Linked DNA regions of Sus scrofa: region 2 is linked to region 1. A link is a contact called in public Hi-C data. All regions are on one chromosome and are shown on one strand. Each heading gives the region's core, a stretch centred on a gene start, on an enhancer-like site or on the middle of the called end of the contact. The rest is flanking DNA. Distances are from core to core; before and after follow the strand shown. Region 1 overlaps PIP4K2A (phosphatidylinositol-5-phosphate 4-kinase type 2 alpha). Region 2 overlaps PIP4K2A (phosphatidylinositol-5-phosphate 4-kinase type 2 alpha).

Evidence for each region. A called contact is a pair of places that touch in the nucleus more often than the background predicts.
Region 2: a contact with region 1 is called in a Hi-C map of liver, with 1.5 times the contacts expected there. The contact joins two enhancer-like sites. A contact is called at or near these places in 3 of 5 promoter capture datasets (fetal liver, fetal skeletal muscle and liver) and 4 of 47 Hi-C or Micro-C datasets (embryonic fibroblasts, fetal skeletal muscle, liver and 1 more).

What each region holds. Positions count from the first base shown.
Region 1 is chr10:52,233,865-52,238,680 of Sscrofa11.1, reverse strand. The region is part of intron 1 of PIP4K2A (phosphatidylinositol-5-phosphate 4-kinase type 2 alpha); the gene reads right to left. Among named protein-coding and RNA genes, the nearest start is that of PIP4K2A, 12 kb to the right of the region's middle. Within about 2 kb of position 2,975, at least 13 of the 83 cell types and tissues checked have an H3K27ac peak or open chromatin away from gene starts, as enhancers often do. A contact at or near this core is called in liver, where this site is marked.
Region 2 is chr10:52,372,415-52,377,075 of Sscrofa11.1, reverse strand. It overlaps PIP4K2A (phosphatidylinositol-5-phosphate 4-kinase type 2 alpha), which reads right to left. Exons shown (of 10, transcript NM_001195781.1): 6 at 3,199-3,237. Among named protein-coding and RNA genes, the nearest start is that of PIP4K2A, 150 kb to the right of the region's middle. Within about 2 kb of position 2,680, at least 2 of the 83 cell types and tissues checked have an H3K27ac peak or open chromatin away from gene starts, as enhancers often do. A contact at or near this core is called in liver, where this site is marked.

The DNA of each region.
Region 1 (4,816 bases), core at 1,726-4,225:
TCTTTACCAAGTTAATTCAACTCATTCTTCAAGATCCAACTCAAATAGCACTAACTCTCCCTGGGCAGTTTATGGATCCTCTGTTGTCTGTAGTTCGGGGCCCACAAGCTGGGGAGAGGGGTCCCCGCCCAGAAGGATTCCGAGGCTTGTGAACCTTCATGGCCCCTTGACCCAGGGGCCACCCAGCAGTCAGCCTCTGCTGCTGGAGACCCTGCGGCCACAGCCGGTGGATCTGATGGCCGCTGACTCTCTTTTTCGGTCTCTCCTTCTTCTCACTCTTAAAAAATGTGACATCAGAATGCAGAGTAGTTAAAATGCCATCTGAATGGACCTGGACCTAGGGACAAAGAAGCTCAGGAGCCGGGTGGGGTCCATGGGCACAAGGCAGCAGAGAAAAGACAATAACCTTAGAGAAAAGGTTCCCGGCAGGTGATGCAAAGAGTAGAGAGAAAGTGAAGACAGTGCTGTGGCTCCTGGTTTCTGCGTGGCTCCCAGTGCACGTCTGTTCCAGGAGTTACTCCATCACGCCTCCCTGTTTTTCCCTTTACCTAACCCACGTGCGTGACTGTCATTTACAACCAACTAAACCTTGGAGGCAGTTCCGTTAATTCATCAATTTAGCACCTTGTTTACTTAGTTATATGCCTATATTCCCAAGAGGAATAGGAATTCCTTACAAGCAAAAAACAAACCAAAAAACCTAAACCAATGGCAGGTTTTGGTAGCGGAACTTTAGACAGGAAAATAACATTTTTTAACAAAATAAAGTACATGTTAGTTATAACTAGACCATTATCCCAGGAATCTATTTAGATCAAGGACATCAAAGGCTGAATTTATTCATCAAATGCTGGATTTACCTATCAAGAGTAATGTTTAACATTTGTGAGTTACCTAAGTGCAGATAATACAGACTCTTTTCGGCTAACAGCCCCAAAGAACCATTAACGTAAGGGAGAACATGAATGGAAGAAAAACAGGTACCAAACTCGAAAACCTGGGGAGTTCCTGGTGTGGCGAAGTGGAAACAAATCCGACTAGGAATCATGAAGTTGCAGGTTCGATCCCTGGCCTCGCTCTTAAGGATCTGGTCTTGCTGTGAGCTGTGGTATAGCTTGCAGACACAGCTCAGATCCTGTGTGGCTGTGGCAAAGGCCGGCAGCTGTAGGTCTGATTTGACCCCTAGCCTGGGAACCTCCATATGCCGTGGGTGTGGCCCTAAAAAGCAGAAGAAAAAAAAAACCAAAAACAAAAACTAAAAAACCTGGGATCGCCCTTGATTCCTTCCTATCTGTTCCCCACGTAGCTTCCAAATCCAGTGGATTCAACCTCCCAGACGCTCTCTCTGCCACCACAGAACTGCTCTGGTCGCCTCTTGCCTGGAGGACATCCATGGCTTTCTCAGAGCCTCTGCTGGTTGGCCAGCATCCCATCCCTGGCCCATCCTGGGATGGTGGCCACAGAGACAAGAACCACCACGGACGCTGGCTTCTCCCTCTCCTGTCGTTCACCTGTCACTCCCTCTCCTTAGACACTGTGGTGCCAATGTCCATTTGCAAGGGTGTGAAAATAATTCAGATCAACTCCGTCACTGACGGTAACTAAACATCCTGAATGAAATATGCTTTTTAACTTTTTTTTTTTTCTGCTTTTTTAGGGCCGCGCCCATGGCATATGGAAGTTCCCAGGCTAGGTGTCAAATCAGAACTGTAGCTGCCAGCCTACACCGCAGCCACAGCAATGCCAGATCCTTAACCCACTGAGCGGGACCAGGGATCGAACCCAGATCTTCATGGGTACTAGTCGGGTTCATTTCTGCTGAGCCACAACAGGAACTCCTTAAACATCTCCTTAAAGGCATCAGAGCACTTGAAGGGACAAGAGTTAATTTGCCAAAATTTGAGTGAAAGTGGGATGTGAGAGCAGGCAGCTCCCCCCCGGAAGCCACTTCATTCCGAGGACTCTGAGGGTCCTGTGAGCTGAAAAGAACCAAAGTCAGAGCCTAGAGCCTACCCAAGGTAGGGACCTAATAGGAAACCCTTTCTCTATAAGGCTAGGACCCAAAAGGGTCACTCCTCCTCTGAGTAAAGGTGAACCCAAAATAAAATCATTCCACCCGCAGGGGACTGGAGCCCCCATTTCCATCACCAGCCAGGTCAAAACCTTCTGAAACCTTCCGAGCTGTGAGTTCAGTTTACAATGAATGGCCTTGGTCTCCAGTGTCTTGAGCCACGGGCAACGGGAAACAACCTTCTCTAGAGGGACACACTTTCACCCTAAGACACAAAAATCCTCCCCAAATAATTGTCCAAGGGACATGAGCGGCTCAGAGCCAAAGTAACCAAGCAAACATGGGAATGAGGCACTGTGACCAAGACACACGACTCAAGAAGTAGAAAGAGACCCAGAAAGATCCAAGTCACGGGGTCATCACTCTGCTAGAATGTTTGAAGAATCATGAGTTTAATTACCTTAGGGCACGCTTCTCAACACTAGAACTTTGGGAGGGAGGCAGGCCCAAAGCCATCAAAAGACTCCAGAAAGAACTTCCCATGGTGGTGCAGCAGAAAAGAATCTGACTAGGAACCATGAGGTTGCGGGTTCGATCCCTGGCCTTGCTCAGTGGGTTGGAGATCTGGCGTTGCCGTGAGCTGTGGTGTGAGGCTCGGATCCTGCATTGCTGTGGCACTGGTGTAGGCCGGTAGCTGTAGCTCCGATTGGACCCCTAGCCTGGGAATCTCCATATGCTACAGGTGTGGCCCTAAAAAAAAAAACAACAGAATAAACCAGAAACAACACTGCAGTGCCACGCTTCTATAAAACAACGTCTCAGATTGTTCAGAAATGTTTTCCTGACCCGCACACCATTGACCTGGTGACGTTCTACTCAAGAAGCTGTTTACTCTCGGGACCTCCTCTGCCATGTTCACGAGGCAAAGTTCTCAAGGGCGGTTGTGGACATAAGCTCTTGATTTGTCACCAGCTCGCGGTTACCCCACAGCTCTTATCACCAGCTTGCAGCAGGTTCTCCTCCGCTCTCCCAGGGGTTGCACAAACCGCTCAGCAAAATGCTCTAAACGCTCTGCTCAATCCAAGCACAAATAAAGCTCACTGTACAGTTCCGGGTGGACGGGCTCCCGGCACAGCCCTGGAGCCCTCAGTGGCTCCACTCGTTTGTTCAGACACATCTATTGGGCGCCTACTGCATACAAGCACCATCCTGGGGGTGGGGAGGTGGCAGTAAATTAGACCTCGCCTCAGCTGCCAGGGAACAGAACTTAACAGGGCTGAACAGCCGGGAGAGCTAAATAATAAACTTGTAAACAATGCTGTGTCCGATGGTGTCGAGTGACACGGAGAAAATAAGAGTCAGGGGAGAGCGGACAGGCTGCCTTGGATGAGGTCAGGAGGTTATCAGGGACGGCAAGCCTTTGGTTGAGAAAGGAAAAATGACCGGCTAGGGGCCCTCCAGGCAAAGACCTGGGGGGAGAACATTCCAGACAAGAGGAAGGTACATGCAGAGGCACTGGGGCTGCTCTGAGCTGGTCCAGTTTAAGGAGGAGAAAAAGACTCATGTGGCTGGAAGGGAGAAGGCACAGAGGGAACTGGGGCCAGGCTGGTTAAGACCTCCAAGCCACGGAAAAGAGTTTGGGGTTTTTTGGTTCTGTTTTTTTCCTCTTCAAGTTCATTTTTTTTTTAATTGACGTGTAGTCGATTTACAATGTTGTGTTTCGGGTGTACAGCAAAATGATACAGGGAAGCTTCTGGAAGGTTTTCACTGAAGAAGTGACAAGATATCGTGTACATTTCAAAAAGCCCAGGCCAAGGCGACCATAGACAGACCTGGGGGATCCTGGCTGCCCCGTCCTCGAGGAAGAGGATTCGTGCACAGATTCGGGATTCAGACATGGGAGTCGGGAGGGAGGGAGGGGAGAGGAAGAGAGAAGATCAAGGTTGGTTCCTGGGTTTGGGGCTTGAGCATCTGGGTACACGGTGACCTGCTGACTGAGATGAGGAAGAAACAGGCTCAGGGCACGGCTGGAGGTGGGGCTGGGCAGGGAGGAAACCACAGGTTCTGGTGGGGACACATCTGCGGTGCCCGTTAGGATCTCAAGTGGAGATATTGATTAAGAAATTGAAAACAGGAGTTCCCATTGTGGCTCAGTGGTTAATGAACCCAACAAGTATCCATGAGGATGCAGGTTCAATCCCTGGCCTTGCTCAGTGGGTTAGGATCTGGTGCTGCCATGAGCTGTGGTGTAGGTTGCAGATGTGGCTTGGATCCTTCGTTGCTATGGCTGTGGTATAGGCCGGCAGCGATAGCTCCAATTCAACCTCTAACCTGGGAACTTCCATATGCTGCAGGTGTAGCCCTAAAAACCAAAAAAAAAAAAAAAAAGGGTGGCCCCTAGACCTGAAAACATGACTGGTGCTGTGGACAGGAACAGCTTCCTCAGAAGAATAAGGATGAAAGTGGCAGGTCAGGGGGACAACAGGATACAGCAGCTTTAGACAAGGCTTCTCAACATTTTTTGCTATCTCAAGGAACAGAGAAGCAGCGTGGATGCTAATGTGAGAGACAAGACATCAAAGGACGGTTCTGGTGGTCATGGCTGTTCATTCTGTTTCCGAGACGGGAGGTCCCAGAGCAGGCAGTGCCGTCCAGTCCAAAGTGATGCAACAGATGGAAAAAGTCTATTTCTCCAACTTGGTGGCCACCACCCACCGGTGGCTACTGAGCATTTATTGATAGCGAAATCTGAATCTTTATGGCACAGTGGGTTAAGAATCCAACTGCAGTGGCTCGGGTCACTGC
Region 2 (4,661 bases), core at 1,431-3,930, 140 kb before region 1:
GTGTCGCGTCATGACTGTGGGACAAGGTCTGAGAACTTGGTTCACACAAAGGAAGTGATACCAGCACCCACATCAAGGGGCTGGTCAGGGCAGTTGGCACGGGCCCGGCTCGGGTCGGGCATGGCCACCTTTCCAAGTCCCGGGACACTGAGACAAACACCACCACCTCCCAGGTAGTATTTCGCCTCTGCCCCCAGGTGCGATGCAGCGTGGGAACTGAGGCTTCTGGGTCTTGAATCTGCCACACGCGAGGAAGGGCAATCGGACCCTGACCCCAAAGGGGCTCCCATCCGGTTTCTCTGCGCCCCCCTCTGAGGGAGAGGATTTGAGGAACAATCTGCACACATTCAGCGTATGATAGAAGCAGCCTCAGAAAAGTGGCTTTCTGCTAAAGTCTCATTTTCATGTCTTTTCACAGAAACCTGCCCCAGTAAAGGGCTAAATGTCTCTGGTGGGGGGCGGGGTGGAACCGTGGTGAATGCCAGCAGCTCCTGGAAAGCACGAGGGCCCAGAGGCAGCAAGAGGAGGGACAGGTTGCTAACCGACTGCTCTGCTCCTGATGAAGAGACGGCACAGCCACGTCAGCTACCGTGGTCTCCTTCATTTGTGTCCTTGCTCAGGATGCGGCGTGCCACCGCGCTCACCCCACTGGCTGCAACTGTCTGTCTGGGCACTGGTTCCCGCCAGAGCAGAGCAAGCCCCTGGGGGTGGGACCTGAAGAAATGGAAATGAAGGGGTGGGGGGAGCTGCTGTAGTCACGAGAGACTTGGGCACAAAGTAAAAATGGAGTGACCATGCCCAGCGGTGGCTGGCATCGTGTCCACGCTCTTGGGCTGGGGCTGGCTGCTTCTGACGCTAGTCTGTTTCTTTTAACAGCCCAGGAGAAAATCCCGCTGCTACTCAGCCTCTGAGTTTCTCATGGACTAAAACTTAAGACACTTGCTTGAGTCTCTGGCACCTGGAAGAAATGTTTACATAGCAACGTGGAAGTCGACAGCTTATCGTCTTCTGCTGCTTTTGGTCAAAGCTGGTGCCTTCGAGGTGATTTACAGGGGGGTTGGCCGTGTGAAAATTTGCTCCCCGGGGCACAGTCCAAAACTCAAACTGTGAGAGAAGGAGCCACCCTCCCCTCTTCTGTGCCTCACTTCTTAACCTGCTGCCACCTGGGTTTCTGCTCTCCTCACCATCACTGACGAGGTGGTGGGGGACGGCCCTGCTGATAGAGCCAATGGGTAATTCTCAGTCCTCATCCCACCTGCCCGCACAGGCGCCCGGGACCTGGGAAAGTGCTCTTCCTCCAGTCCCTGGGATGCCTCTGGAGTGCAAGTTTCACGAAGTGGGGCGCTGGACACAGAGGCATTTCTCATCCTGCTTGGCAGCATGCTTGCTCATACTAGACGCTCAGTAAGTATGTGAACAAATGACCCAGGCTTTCCTCCTCACCGCCTGTCTGGCTGGTCTTTTGCAGGCTCTTCCTTTACCCAACCCCTTAAATGATGACCTTCTGGGGGCGCCAGACGTGCTTCTCTTCTCCCCAAAACTCGTCCTGGGTGACCTCATCTAGGCATCCCTGTCTTTACTGCTCATCCTCTCTGGAGGTTTCCTAAGCCCTTTTTTTCCCAGTGGAAGCCCTCTCGGCAGCCTCTCGTGGCACCTCTGTTCTCTTGCCATGCTGACGTTTCTACTACTGCGCCTGCTTTCCTCCCTTTTTCAGTGAGTGGGATCAACACCTGCCCACTGTCCAAGCCAGAAACTTGGGGGTCATCCTGAACCCCACCCTCCCTCCACACACACACACGCACACATACCCTGGTACCACTCACCTCCCAGACACACACACAGACACACACACACACACACACACACACACACCCTGGTACCACTCACCTCCCAGACACACACAGACACACACACACACACACAGACACACACACACACAGACACACACACACACACACAGACACACACACAGACACACACACAGACAGACACACACACACACACCCTGGTACCACTCACCTCCCAGATTAGCTCCAAGTTCTGTGGCTTCTTCCTAAATCTCTGCTGTACCCCCTTCCAGCACCCCAGGGCAGGCCACCATCCAGGTCATTTCCACAGCCTCTCCAGCTGGTCCTGCTCACCTCTGTGGCCTCCCCTCCCTCCAACGAAAGCGCCAAGCGCTCCCTCTCTTGTACGCTCTGCTCTTTCCTGCCTCTTTCTCTAGCTCACCCCTGCTTGTCCTTCAGGCTTCCAACCACCACCTCTTCCAGGAAGACCACCCAGCCAGACTTTAGGTGCCCTTGCTCCATGCTCCCTAGCCATGCACTTATCACGTGGTACTGTCACTTCCAGTTTAACGTCCACAGTGCTTTGCTGGACCTGTCTGTGCGATTCATTATTTTAACCCCTGAAGATAAGACAGCGACCATAAAGACATTCACAACCTTCTGGGTGCATTAAGTAAGAGGGGATTTCCAAATCTATAAAACTGAATGATAGCATCCTAAACATTTAATTTAAAAACAAACACCCATGAGCTCAGCTTTCAAATGGTTTGGTCAAGAAATGGCACTTCAGCGTGAGGAGGAGGAGCTGGGCGCGAGCGGCACCTTCCATGTAAGCAGCTGCTGATTTGGTTTACGTACAGAAAGCTCTTTCCACATTCTTAAACTGCTTCCAGTTGAATCTGTCTAAACTTGCATAATCGACAGAATGTTGTTCAAATATTACCTCATATCCAATGACTCAGGAAAAGGTAAGTTTCCTCGTCCCTAAGTCTTTGCACAAAAAATACTCTAATCGGATCTTAACACGTTCCGGTTGGAAAGGAGTTTGAGGGTGAGGCAAGCCAACGTTTTACAGGTGAATTTGAAGCCCAACACCATCATTTTACAGGTGAGAGAACTGGGGCCCAGAGGTAAAGACACAGACTCAAGGTCACACCTGGCCTGCTGGCCATAAAGTGGGGTTAGGACCTGGGTGCTGAGGGACCTGCCAAGTTTGGATCGTGTTGACCTTGGAGGCGGCAGGATTTCAAGATCACATTGATGAGCAATGTTTCACCCACAAACACCACCGGCCTTGCTCGGCAGGGCAGCTCACGCGAGGAGGGACTGGGGCAGAGGGAGGCGGCAGGCGTCACAGCGGGAGGGCGAGAAAGAAGGATGCAGAGCACGGGGGAGGGAGACAGGCACTTACCTTTTCTTTGTCACTAGCTTCCCTGGCCACTGTGGAACCCTGGAACAGAAAGAATGAATGAAAATATGCACACGCGTGGCATCGGTTTCGTGCTGCAACACACACACGGTCCAGGCAGAGCGTGGAAATACACGAGCACCAGCTCGTTTTGGAGCCTCATCCGAGGTCAGCACTGCACCCCTTGCAGGTCTTTCTGCCTCCCGGCCCCAACCCCTTCCCTGTCACGTCACCTGTGCTGTCCTTGCCCTGGTTCTCATCCTGCTGGAAATCAGAAAACCCGACAGTCCTAGATGATGCCTGTGCAAACGCTGGGTCCAAACCCTGCTCTCCTCACATCGGAGGGTCTTCAAAGTGAGGTGGGCCACCAGCCGGCCGCAGAGACCAAGGCCTCTTTCCCGCCCGCATCTTCTAGAGGGGGGCAGGCTAAGCCCCTGCCTTTGTCCCCTGGTTTAGGGTCACAGATGAACGTGCTCTCCTTACGTTCTGTGGGGTGAGCCCAGCGGGTGCTGTCTGGCCCCGTCTGCTTTGGAGGCCCCTCCAGACACACACATGCATCCCTTTTGTGAAAAATCCAGGCTGAGTGTAAAGTGGAAGAAAACACAGTTCTTGGGCTCAGGAATTTGTACTCCACCGAGCTGGTTTTCAAAAGGATGCTCTCAGTTCTGAGGTGGGGGTGGGGTGGGGAGGAGGGCCCTGGGGTAGAGTTTAAGAACAGAAACTGCCCTTTGTTTGTGGAAGATCTTAATGCAAAAAAAAAAAAACAAAAAAAAAAACAAAAAAAAAAGGGAAGATCCTAATGCAAAAAAAAAAAAAAAGACTGGGAAACCACTGGGCAGTGATTTCCTAACTTTAATACAACTGTGAATACTCTGTGCTCCCTGGTGCCCACGCAGTGTCTTCCCAGCGGAATAATCGCCTGGGGGAGCTCACAGCCCAGTTTGCATCTCTCCTTCCCCTCAGGCACTGGGCGTCCACACTGCCCTGAGGTGAGCAGAGGGATCTGGTCACCTGACCACCTTTTAAAGACACATTTATGGGCCCAGAATACGTGCATATAGCCTTTCATTAAGAGAATGTCTATATGACTTGGGGAAAGTTAAAGCAGCTTCTAGACTGGCCATCCTTCAGATTCTGGCTCTGTGACCATCTTGCATGCAGGCAGCTCAGGCTTTCGTTAAGACATGTGTGACCTGTCGTTCACAGATGGGAGCCAAGCCCAGGCCAGAAGCTCCCCGGGGCTAATTCTCCACCCCAGCGCTCAGCATCCCCAGGTCTGGTGGATCTGAGAGACCCTGCTGCCAGCCCAGGGAAGATGCTCGTAGCTTCTTGGGGCTGTGTCAGAGGAGCACAGAGCTGACCCAGCAAGCGAAGAGGAGCCATGGGGGCTGGCAGTGAAGGAAAGCCCTCTGCCGCCTGAGCTCAGCAGCTTCCGCTGGCAGTGGACTGTTTTCCTTCCTTCACGG